Linked DNA regions of Anser cygnoides: region 1 is linked to region 2. The links are chromatin contacts, called in public Hi-C maps. All regions are on one chromosome and are shown on one strand. The core of a region is the stretch at or near the end of the contact, and the rest is flanking DNA. Distances in the headings are between cores, read along the strand shown. Region 1 holds the start of SMDT1 (single-pass membrane protein with aspartate rich tail 1). Region 2 holds the start of TOB2 (transducer of ERBB2, 2).

Region 1 (5,105 bases), core at 2,577-5,076, 230 kb after region 2:
CAGGCCTTACGAGGACGCGTCTGAGATGCCATGGCTTCGGCTGGCCCAGGAGCCATGGCTCACCTCGACGGGTGCTCGCTTTGGCCTGGCGGAGCGGCTGGCACGGGCTGCATTTCCTGGGGCTTCTGGTTGTGCGGCAGCGTCAGGCCCGGGCAGGTGGGACCCCATGGTGGGATTGTGAGTGGTCACAGAGCTTCCTCTGACCCTGATGAGCAGCTTCCCCAGCAGGGTGGGGAGTGGGGCTGTGTACCAAGCCACAGCAGAGCTGTATTCACAAACATCATTGTTGTTTTTTTAAGTTTTCATCTGCCCCAGCAGCTCCTCCCTTCTATGTCCCTCAGGGTGTCCTCTGGTGTGCGTTTCACAAGCTTGTATCTGCTTCCTGGGGCACCCAGTCTCGTCATCGAGGCTTATGGGGACAGCAGAAGGAAACACGGAGCTTGATCTGAAGCAACAGCGAGGATCAGGAGCTCTCGTGTCTGAGTTGGACTCTGACTACCTAGTGGTAGTCAAGCCTATTTGTTTCTCTGGGTCAAGTCTTCCCTGTTACAAAACAGGAATGCTACAGGCTGTTTGTCTTCCCAGGGGTCAATTTATCAGCCTCTGCACCGACTGTAGAAAGTGCCATATAGGGCTCTGACTGCTTGCTAGTCAGATGCTGGAGACAGAGTCCAGAGCTACGCTTGTGCAAGGCCTTTTTTGATGTTGTGCCTCTGGCAGGTGCTCCGGGGAGCTGGGCAGAGCCATGTAGCTGGAGAATAGGAAGGACATCAGCAGGCTCTGGAGGAGTGGGGTCAAGGACAGGGGCTGGCTGCAGGAGGCCCAGAGGCGCAGGAGTGAGTTACCGGTCACTCCCTGGCCCTGTGTGTCAGCAGCGTTTGGACATGCCTTGCTAGTGTAAAAGCCATATCCTACCAAAGCCAGACCCTGACCTACTGGGGCTTCCCGCCAGTTTTGTGTCAGCTTCACAGGGCTGATCGCAGGAGCACGTCCCATGTCATTATCCACTAGGTCAGAAACCTTAACCAAAAGGCAGACAGTACATGGTGCTGAGTCTAGCAGTCCAAGGACTAGGACACCCTGGAGAGGGTGTTTATAAATCTCCTCACTTGTCCTCTTGGCCAGGGCTGTTTTTCAAAGGAGAAGAATATATGAAACTATCTTGCCTTTCCCATGTTCTCTGAAAGTGTTACACCTGTTTTTATTGCCCTGTTCCACAGGAGTCTTGCTAGGAAAACAGCGTGTTAGTCTGTTACAACTGGTGGGTACCCATTCACCTTTCTGGAGCTGAATGCACTCAGCCTAATACTTTGCAGTAGCCAGTAGAGATTGTCAGAGGCAGAAATCAAATGGCTTACGTTAACTTTCAGTGCCTTTGAAAATGTATCTTTGGTAGTTTTGGGTGACAAGCTTTCTGCCTAGTTATGGTGCGCCGGGATATTAGCATAAATGAGATCTTAGATCTGGCTTTGGACAGTGGGAGTGTGACCTTCACATACGAATGGTGCAATCCAACCCCCTCTCGTTCACGTCTGTATTTCTTCATAGTAGAGAACTTCAAGGTTGGTAGGAATTTGTTGTTTTACTTTTTAAGTGAAAGCAGTAAGGAGAAAGGAGGAGCAGAAGGGCCAGGAGTAGGTCTGTGTCCATCAGGAATGTTTGTGACTCCTGAATCCCATGTGTGTGGCAGCAGCATCAGAGGCTGGCATTACCTGGTGCCTCCGCTTTCTGAGTGGGGGTATTTTGGGGCCAGGATCAGATTTGGTGAGCGCTCTTTTTCCCCCTCTCTCTCTTCCTATCCCCCCACCAATACAGAGAGAATATTCGTGATGTCTCAGACTTACATAAGGAAGTTTGACGGTAAAGATTTAACTTCCAAAGTAAATCAAAATGTGATGGGAGTTCCTACATGAGACCCAAGAATCAGGAGCGACTTAAAAGAGAAAATAAATTAACAAAGCCTGTCCTGTCAGAATTGGACCTGAAACAGTATCATTCATTTAAGAGCAGTTTCACTTTTAAGAAGCTTAGTTTGTTTAAATAAGCCAGGATTGTGCTGGTAACGCTACTAAAGAGCTTATATTTAATGCTTTAATATGTCCCATTCAAATCACACAATTTCCGTGCTACCTGGCTTTGCATTAGTACATACTCCAACTAAATCCTAAATCCTGCAAATGAGGAACTGTGCTCTCCTTTATGTCCAACTGCATTTTAAGTAATTTTATGGGGTTTTCTGCAGCACTGAGAAGAAAATGGCAGAATCTTACAAAATATTTGTGCTTGGCCCAACAGTCTATGCATGGGCATTGGTTAGGACTTACTTGAAAGTGCTGTGTGACTTTTGATGCACATGGTCAGGGCTTCCTCTCAATCCCTGTCCAGCCCATTACATAGCAGGGCCTGCCCTTTTCATGACTAAAAAAGAGCCATAATCGGAGCCATCCTCAAATTTGTATGCGTCTGCAGATTTTTTGGCTGCCCACCGCCACTCGCTTCATTAGGCAGGAAAACACCTAGGCGCTCTGAGACATCAAACCAGCTCATCTGGGGATCAGCTGTGCTGGCTGTGCCTTCGAAGCAGCCCCCAGGCAGAAGGTCGGGATTTCTGCTTCCTGAGATTGCACACTTACGTGGCTAATGGACCGTGCGCGCTCTGTGTCTGCAGGCAGAGATCATTACAGGAAAAGGAGCGAGTTTTCGCTGCTCTCGCTAGCACATTGTCCCCTGCGGCAAAATGCGACTGATTGCCACACGCTTTTTTTCTCCAGTCTTTCAGGTCTGGGCTGCTTCACTTTCTACCTTCCTTCCTTATTATTTTTTAAAAATAGAAAGTGTCTGACCAGTGCAAAACAGGATCCTTAGCAAAGGGGGACTGAATGTTTTAAAGCTAAATGGCTACTTTTCTTAAAGTACCGAAGGCAACATTTAAGAATTTTCCTTGGAATAATAATGCAAAAGTGATGAGAGAAAAATGCATGTATCTGAATGCTTGAATTTAAAATAATTTGAAGACTGAAGGAAGTGAGGGAAATTGTGTCAGTTTTTGTAAGCTTTGCCAGGAAGGGAACCCAAACCTGTTAAAACAGCTGATGAAATCCTTATACTTTTCTGTGGATGGGATTCCACATTCAGGCCCGTAATATATTGTTTTATTTACGCACATTTATCTTTTTATGAAACGCCTGTTGTGATGTTTTCCACTTGATCTGAATCCAGGTCCTAGCGATGAGTAACCTGAAGCGTCCACCACTGGCCGCCGCTTGCCATTTGGGACATTCGTGACTAAGAACGGACAAACGCTTTCCATTACAAGTTACCGCATTCATAGTTTAGGGCTTGGTCAGCCCCTGAGCTCAGCCCTCACTGCCTTCACGGAGAAACTTGAGGAACAAACCCCGCTGAAACACGCTGGGATCTGCGCGAAGCTCCAGTTTCAGTGGCAACTTTGCACCCAGCGTACTGTAGGACCTGCACAAGTAACGACACTACAAGCAATTTGCGGAAACACTCCTGTCCTTTGAAGTGCTTATATTTCGAGTATATAACGTGTTCTTTTTCGGAGGCGAGTTTGCATGCGCCTTTTTTATTTTTTTTTTATTATTTTTACATGCAGAACTTGTGTGTATTATGCATTTCAACACTGTAACCACTTGTATTTTACGCCGGCCAGCTGAATAAACCACTTCGCGTTTGTTTGTAAGCCGCCTGGCGCCGCCCCAGCCGCGGACCCCTGACGGGGCCGGGCCTCACCGGGGCCGGGCCCGCCCTCGTCCCGGCCGCTGTGGGACGGGCCCCGGGGCGGGGAGCGGGGCCGGGCCGCCGCCCTCCCGCATGCGCCGCTCCCCGGCGGCCCCGCAGCCTCGCGAGAGCCGCGGGCGCAGCCCGGAGCGGGGCAGGAGGGACGATGGCGGCGGCGGGCGGGCGGCTCCTGGCGGCGGCCGCGGCCCGCTCGGGGCGGGCGGGCTGGGCCGGGCTGCTGGTGCCGTCCCGCGGCGCCACCGTCACCCGCAGCGGCGCCATCTTGCCCAAGCCCGTTAAGGTGAGGCGGGGGGGGGGGGGGGGGGGGGGCGGCACGGGGGGCGGCGGCGGGCGCGGAGCGGGCCGGTAACGGCGGTCCTGTCTCGGTTCCTGTCACGGTTCCTGTCACGGTTGAACCCTCGCAGACCCCCTTCGGCCTCCTCCGGGTATTCAGCGTCGTGATCCCCTTCCTCTACGTCGGCACGCAGATCAGCAAGAACTTCGCGGCGCTGCTCGAGGAGCACGATATCTTTGTGCCGGAGGACGACGACGACGATGATTAAAGGGTATGTCATTAATGGCACCGGCGGTCTAATCAGCTGTGCTTCCTGCTTGGCTCGGTGCAGGGAGAGGCTCGGACGAGGAAATGCGTGTTTCTGAAGCAGTTCTGAAAGATGCAGCTGTGGATAAAAGCAGGGACTGGTGCAGCTGTATTGCCTCTGGCTCTGAACTTCTCAGTTCTTTGGTACTGGGGTAGGCCAGATTGGTATCTGAATGAGAAATCCCCACAACACACGTTCTTTGGAGATAAACCAATCGTGCTTTAGATCTTGACATTTGAATCAGAAGTAAACTAGTCGGTGAGGGATTATGTGGTCTATACTGCAGGCATAAAAGAGAAACATTGCTGCTGAAGTGTTGTTAATGGTCACCTGCTTGGAAGTCTGCTAACCCGTGACTTTTAAATAACAATCACGTATTGTGTGAAATTCTGATAGAGAAGTGAAAAAAGCTTGAGAATTCCAGAACTCATTAGATCAAACTGTCATGTGGGTGCTGATCTCTGGAGTAGTTTGACCATTCAGACGAAGGAAGAGTGGAATAATTCACCTTTATCTACAGCACGCCACACTTTCTTCTGTTTGATATTATCCCATTTGGCCTGGCCTTGTGTAAAGATTTTAGTTTGTATTTCTTTATAGACTTCATCAGCGTTGTTTTATAGCTGTGTGTGCACTGTGCAGCTAAAATCAAAGAGTTAAAAGGTTGTGAAGATCGCAGTGGCTGTTAGAAAGCCACTTTTTGTAGACCCCCCACCTCGCGTGGTCTGGGGTTGTATGGACTGGAGCTTGGTACAGTATATC
Region 2 (5,169 bases), core at 551-3,050:
TGTTTTTTTCAGTACTAATCCAAGTCCAAGGAGGCTTAGTTTAAGGACTACAGCAACCAAAAGCAGATCCGACACCTCGAGTCTGCCAACAAGGTCAGTTCTGGATGGAATCCCCCTCACGTTTAACCCAGCAACAAGAAAAAACACACGAACAAGAGGATGGAAAAGTGGGAGTGAAGTCTTGCCTTTAACACCTGCTTTAAGGAACTCCTGAGGTGTAACAAGTTGTGTTAGGGCGCTGGGGCCTGACCAAGAATGGATGAACACCGAAGAAGAAACAAGCAACGAGTTTTTGCAGGGCCCAGCAAGGAGGTGCCATTTTCAGAAGGGAGGAGTGTCAGTGCCGAGACAAAGCCCTTTCTGCAGAAAACGACATCAGGCAAAACCCCGAAGAGCCCCTCTGTAAGTGTTAAAGAGCACTTGTAAGGCCTGTGCTACCTCAAGGGGGGGTTGTGTGATACCACGCTGGACCTTTGGCTTTGAGGCACCTGGGGGAGCAGACAGCTTGGGATCCCAGCAAATTATGAGGGAAGGGAACAGCCAGTTTGCTCATCTTGTGTGGTAAATCCTAATCCTGACCCCAAATTTAGTAAGAAATGAGAATTTGCAGGCTGAGAATGGCACGAAGCCGTGTTTGTCACCACCCTAATAGCAACACAAACGCCTCAGTGCACTTTGAGGGTCCCCATCCTCATCGACCTTCTGCACAAGGCAGCAAGGAGACAACTACAGCTCGCTGCCTCCTCTCCTTCTCCTTTTGTCAAGGAGTCCTCCCCCTGTCTAAAAGAGGCACACTCTGTAAGTTAAGCGTGACGAGAAGGGGTTAATCGGCCTAATGACACCCGCCGTGCCCCCCTGCCCGCCCGCCCCCTCAGGGGGGACACCCGGCGGCCATTAGCGGTGACCCAGCCGCGGCGCCTCCCACCGGCCGCGAGGCACGCTGGGACTTGTAGTCCGCGCGCACCCCCCGCCCCGCCCCGCTCCCCGTGACCTACTTCCCCTCCGAACTACGGCTCCCGGCGTGCCCCGCGCGGGGGGCCCGGCCCGCCGCCCCGGCTCTGCCTCGGCGGGGCAGGGCGCAAAATTTTCCACGGCACATGCGCCCCGCCCGCACCCGCCCCGCAGCGCGGCGCCGGGGGCCGCCGGGCAGCCGCCGCCCCCCTCTCCCCTCCCTCCTCCTCCTCCTCCTCCTTCTTCCCCTCCGCCAGGGCCCGGAGCCCCCGGCCGGGCACGGCCCAAGGACGGGGGGCAGCCGCTGTTTGCCCCCCAGCAGCTGCAGAGCCCCGCAGCAGGGCTGCCCCCCCCCCCCGTTAAGGCGCCTTTGTTACAGCGGGGATGGGCATAAGGGGGTGTAGGGACGGGGGGAGCCCCGACACTGGTGACTTTCACCCCCCCCCCCCCCAAGCCCCGCTGGCCGCCCGGGGGTGAGGGGAGCAGCCCCCAGCGCAGCCCACAAAGGGGCCCCCCCAGCCCCCACTTACTTCGTCCTCGGCTCCGGGCGCTGCTGGGGGGGAGCCCGGGCGCTGCGTGCGGGTCCCTGCCCCGTCCCTCGCCTTCTCCCTGCCCGGCGCTGTCCTGCGGCTCCCTCCGCGGGGCGGGGTCCTTCCTCCGCGGGGCTGCGGCCCGGAGGGGTGCCGGGGGACGGCCGGGAGGTGAGGTGCGGGTACCGCTGCCCTGCGCCGCCGCCGGCCTGGCCTCGCCTCGGCCCGGAGCCGCCCGCGCCCTGGCCCCAAGTGAGCCAACTCACGGCAAACTTTCACCCTTAGCAACCCCGCGCACGGATCCGCGCTGCGCCCCGCGTGATGCGGCCCCGGGGGGCGGGCCGGGACTACTTCCCGCTGCCTCCGCCCCTCCGCGCCTCACGGGGCTGGGGGGGGGCGCTCCGTGTCTGTCTTTTTTCCCTTCCTCCACCACTTTATTTATTTATATATCTATCTATCTATTTATTTATTTATTTGTTATTTCTTCCAGGAGGGGACTGAGCGTGGCTCAAGCGGCAGCGGGGGGAGGGGGGGAGGATTGACCCGCGGCTTAGCCCGGCCCCTGCCCTGCCCGGAGCCCCCTCAGGGATCACCACCGTCCCCTGAGGGGACGAGGCCGAGCCGCTGGAGCCGCCCCCGCGCCTCCACCCCCCCACCCCGGCTCCGCGGACTATTTAGCCACCTCACAGCCGTGCGCCTCCGCCCCCAGCGTAGGGCCGGCCCGGCCGCGGCGGAGGCGGCGAAGGGCCCGCAAGGTGCGCGAGCGGCCCCCGTGCTAAAAATAACTGCGGCGTGTTAGCAACAGCATCCCCATTGGCCGGCCCGGCCCGGCGGCGCCTCCGGATTGGTGCGCCGCCTCAGCCAATGAGCCGCTGGGGGTGTGCGCGCGGCGCGGGGGCCGCCGGGAGTTGTAGTTGCCGGGCGGCGAGGCCCGGCCGCAGGCGGTGTGAGGAGCGCGGGCGGCTGCCACCGCCCCGTCGCGGTCCCTGTCACGGAGCGGCTCGGCCGGCCCTGAGCGGAGCCCGTGAAATCGTCCCCCGTTTTCTTTGGTTCTGAGTTCCCCAGGAAAATCTCATCCCGGAGTCGGGTTTAATCTTGTAATTGGATCTTCTCGGCACACGGGCTGACGTGCAAACGTTGAATTTACACCCGTTTTCAGAAGGGATGAGCACGAGTGCCTCCAAAGCCACTCCCTGTCCCCCTGGTTAAATAATTCTCCATAGCATCTGTCCCCCAAACACTAAAATATCCAGTTACGCTAAACATCAAGCTCCTCTCTTGCCCTACGTCCACCAAGACCTTCAGCATCTTTCTGGGTTTTGCCTCTCCTCCCTTGCCCAGGACCCCTTTACCTGAGGGACTTTAGGTACTGCCTTTGGGATTTTAGGTAATTTGCCACCAAAGAGGATTTTTGAAGCCAGTCAACGCCACACATTAAGAAATCTGTTAAGAAATCTGTCAATACCGTCCTCTCCAGACACTGCAACAGCAGCCACCGTCGCTCATTTTCTCACCGATAAAAAAAAAAAAGCAAAACAACTTTGGAACATTTTTCTTCTGTAGGGGAAGGGAGAGAAGGGGAAGATTTGTAAGAACTATTACGAGCAGCCTTATTTTCATGGCTTCTGGTTTAAAGGGAATTTAGCTACAAAAGAACACATTTTTTCTAATGCTCCCTTGCTTGGCTGGAAACCAAATCCTGCTGTCAGGAAATTAAAATGACGGCGCTATTTTTAGCACCATTAAGAAAAAAAAAAAAAGGCAATTACATTGCTAAAATGCTATTGTTGTTTTAATAAGGCGTTACTAAGAGGGCGTTACACGTTAGGGCTCTTTAAAATACCTGCGCCTTGACCGCGCTCCTTTAATTATCTGCTCGCCGGTACGCACGCACGCGGAGGAATCCTGTCACCGGAGGAATCCTGTCACCGGAGGAATCCTGTCACCGTATCCGCTCCCGCATTCTCGGCCATTTGGCTGTTACGTCAAGGCAAAGCTCCCCAGTCACACGCACACGGACAGGGCAGGAATCGCCAAGCCGCCAGGGCAGAGCCAGTCCGGGCAGGCAGGTTAGAGCCGGGCATAATTAACTGCGCCGGATCCCGAGTCCTCTTTACATTCAAGTCACACGACAACCTCAAGGAAATGGATTTTTTTTTGTTCCCCTGCTATCGACATAGGCAAATTGACAACTCCAGCTGATCCCCGTAATGAGAAAACAACAGCTCCTGCGCAGACAGGGGTTCTGAAGCAGGATTTCATCTGTGCAGCTCCCCCAGGGAAAGCTTGAGGTGGACTCGGGGCACTTGCTTACCTCATTTTTTATTTTTTTTTTTATTAAAGGCAGTGCTTCAGGCTCAAGGGCTTTGTCGAGACAAGGTCTAGGTGATTCAATGGGCTGGAGGTGTGTTACGACAGTTATTTGCTGAGCTCAGTTGGAAGTTGTGACGCCGTAGCTGGTCTTTGGTCTGAAGAGGCATGGAACAGGGAACAACCCGATTTCAAAAGGCAGCGATGCCTTGTTAGTACTGGCAACAGAGGCCAATTTCTTAATAGGCCGAGAGTTCCCATGCTTCTCCTCCCCCCCAGTGTAAACAACTGAAATAAAAGGATTTTTTACTTATTACATAACATCCTTTGGATTAAAAAAAAAAAAAAGGAAAAAAACGCAGTAACTCTACCTAGAAAGGTAATGGCAGGAAAGCATTTAGCTCCCCGCAACCAGGCTTCGCGGCCAGCACCGCGGGAGTTGAGCCGCCACCGAGAGGCCGCGTCCCTCCCGCCCTTCCTTGCGGTTGTCACACAAGTCCTTCGCAGCCCCGAATCGCCCGAACTGGGAGCCCCACAGCCTGGTGATGCCCTCCCAGGCCTCAGCAGGCACACAGGAGCAGGACGCTTCTTGTCCCGCTCCCCATTCCCCACCCCAGCAAGGAAGCTTCCCCTTTAGTACGTGCTCCGGTCCTCAGTACCACCAGGAAATCTCGCACTGGACAAGAGCTGTTTCAACGAGTTTTGCTTTGTTTATCTGTTTAGGTAACGAATACTGCACTTTCCTGGTGGCCGCGCCTCGGTTTCATTTGCTGGTGACCAGAAACACTACCACGCAAGCAAGACTGACTTTTTTCCAGGCTGCCCAACTGCATCCATTGCCCTTGTCTGCACGAGCAGCTTTAGGGCGACGTCCTGTCCGTGCTCTGAAAGTACCAGAAAGGCAGCGGCGCTGAACCGAGCTGAGCAACATTTGGCATTCTCCCCAGGGCTGTCTGAGCAAACAAGGCAAAGGGAAAAGAGCCTGTCCCTCCCTCTCTCCACCTGCCCAGTGACTCAGAACAACTAGAAATGGCAGCTTCACTCCCATCGCTGCCAGGACGCAGACCCGATATACCCGGCAGCGTGAGGGCACCGCGAGTGCCAAGAAAGTAAGTGTGCTCAGCCGTTTTGGGGATGGGGGAAGGGATGGGGAATCTCGGATCTCTATAGCAACCCCTGGCTGCCTGATCCTGCTAAATGATCAGGGACAAGGGCTGCTCCAAAATTACATCTTCTAGGGGTCCCTGCACCGGGGGCAGTAACAGGCAAAAGAAGTAATTCAAACTTCATTTCCCTCCGCCCTCGCCAAATGACTTTTCTCAGCTTAGAAACTTTGGGGAAAGAAAAGAAAGCAGAAAAGATACGTACAAGCCTTCTG

The links. Hi-C and Micro-C count contacts between places; a contact is called where the count stands out from the background.
Region 1: a contact with region 2 is called in a Hi-C map of liver, with 4 times the contacts expected there. The contact joins the promoter of SMDT1 here to the promoter of TOB2 in region 2. A contact is called at or near these places in 2 of 7 Hi-C or Micro-C datasets (both in liver).

What each region holds. Positions count from the first base shown.
Region 1 is chr1:44,179,238-44,184,342 of Taihu_goose_T2T_genome, forward strand. It overlaps SMDT1 (single-pass membrane protein with aspartate rich tail 1), which reads left to right and starts at 3,827. Exons shown (of 3, transcript XM_066990201.1): 1 at 3,827-4,042; 2 at 4,167-4,307. The coding sequence starts at 3,908. The coding sequence ends at 4,304. PHETA2 (PH domain containing endocytic trafficking adaptor 2) reads left to right here. Exons shown (of 2, transcript XM_066990192.1): 2 at 1-3,703.
Region 2 is chr1:43,952,979-43,958,147 of Taihu_goose_T2T_genome, forward strand. It overlaps TOB2 (transducer of ERBB2, 2), which reads right to left and starts at 1,801. Exons shown (of 2, transcript XM_048078792.2): 1 at 1,482-1,801.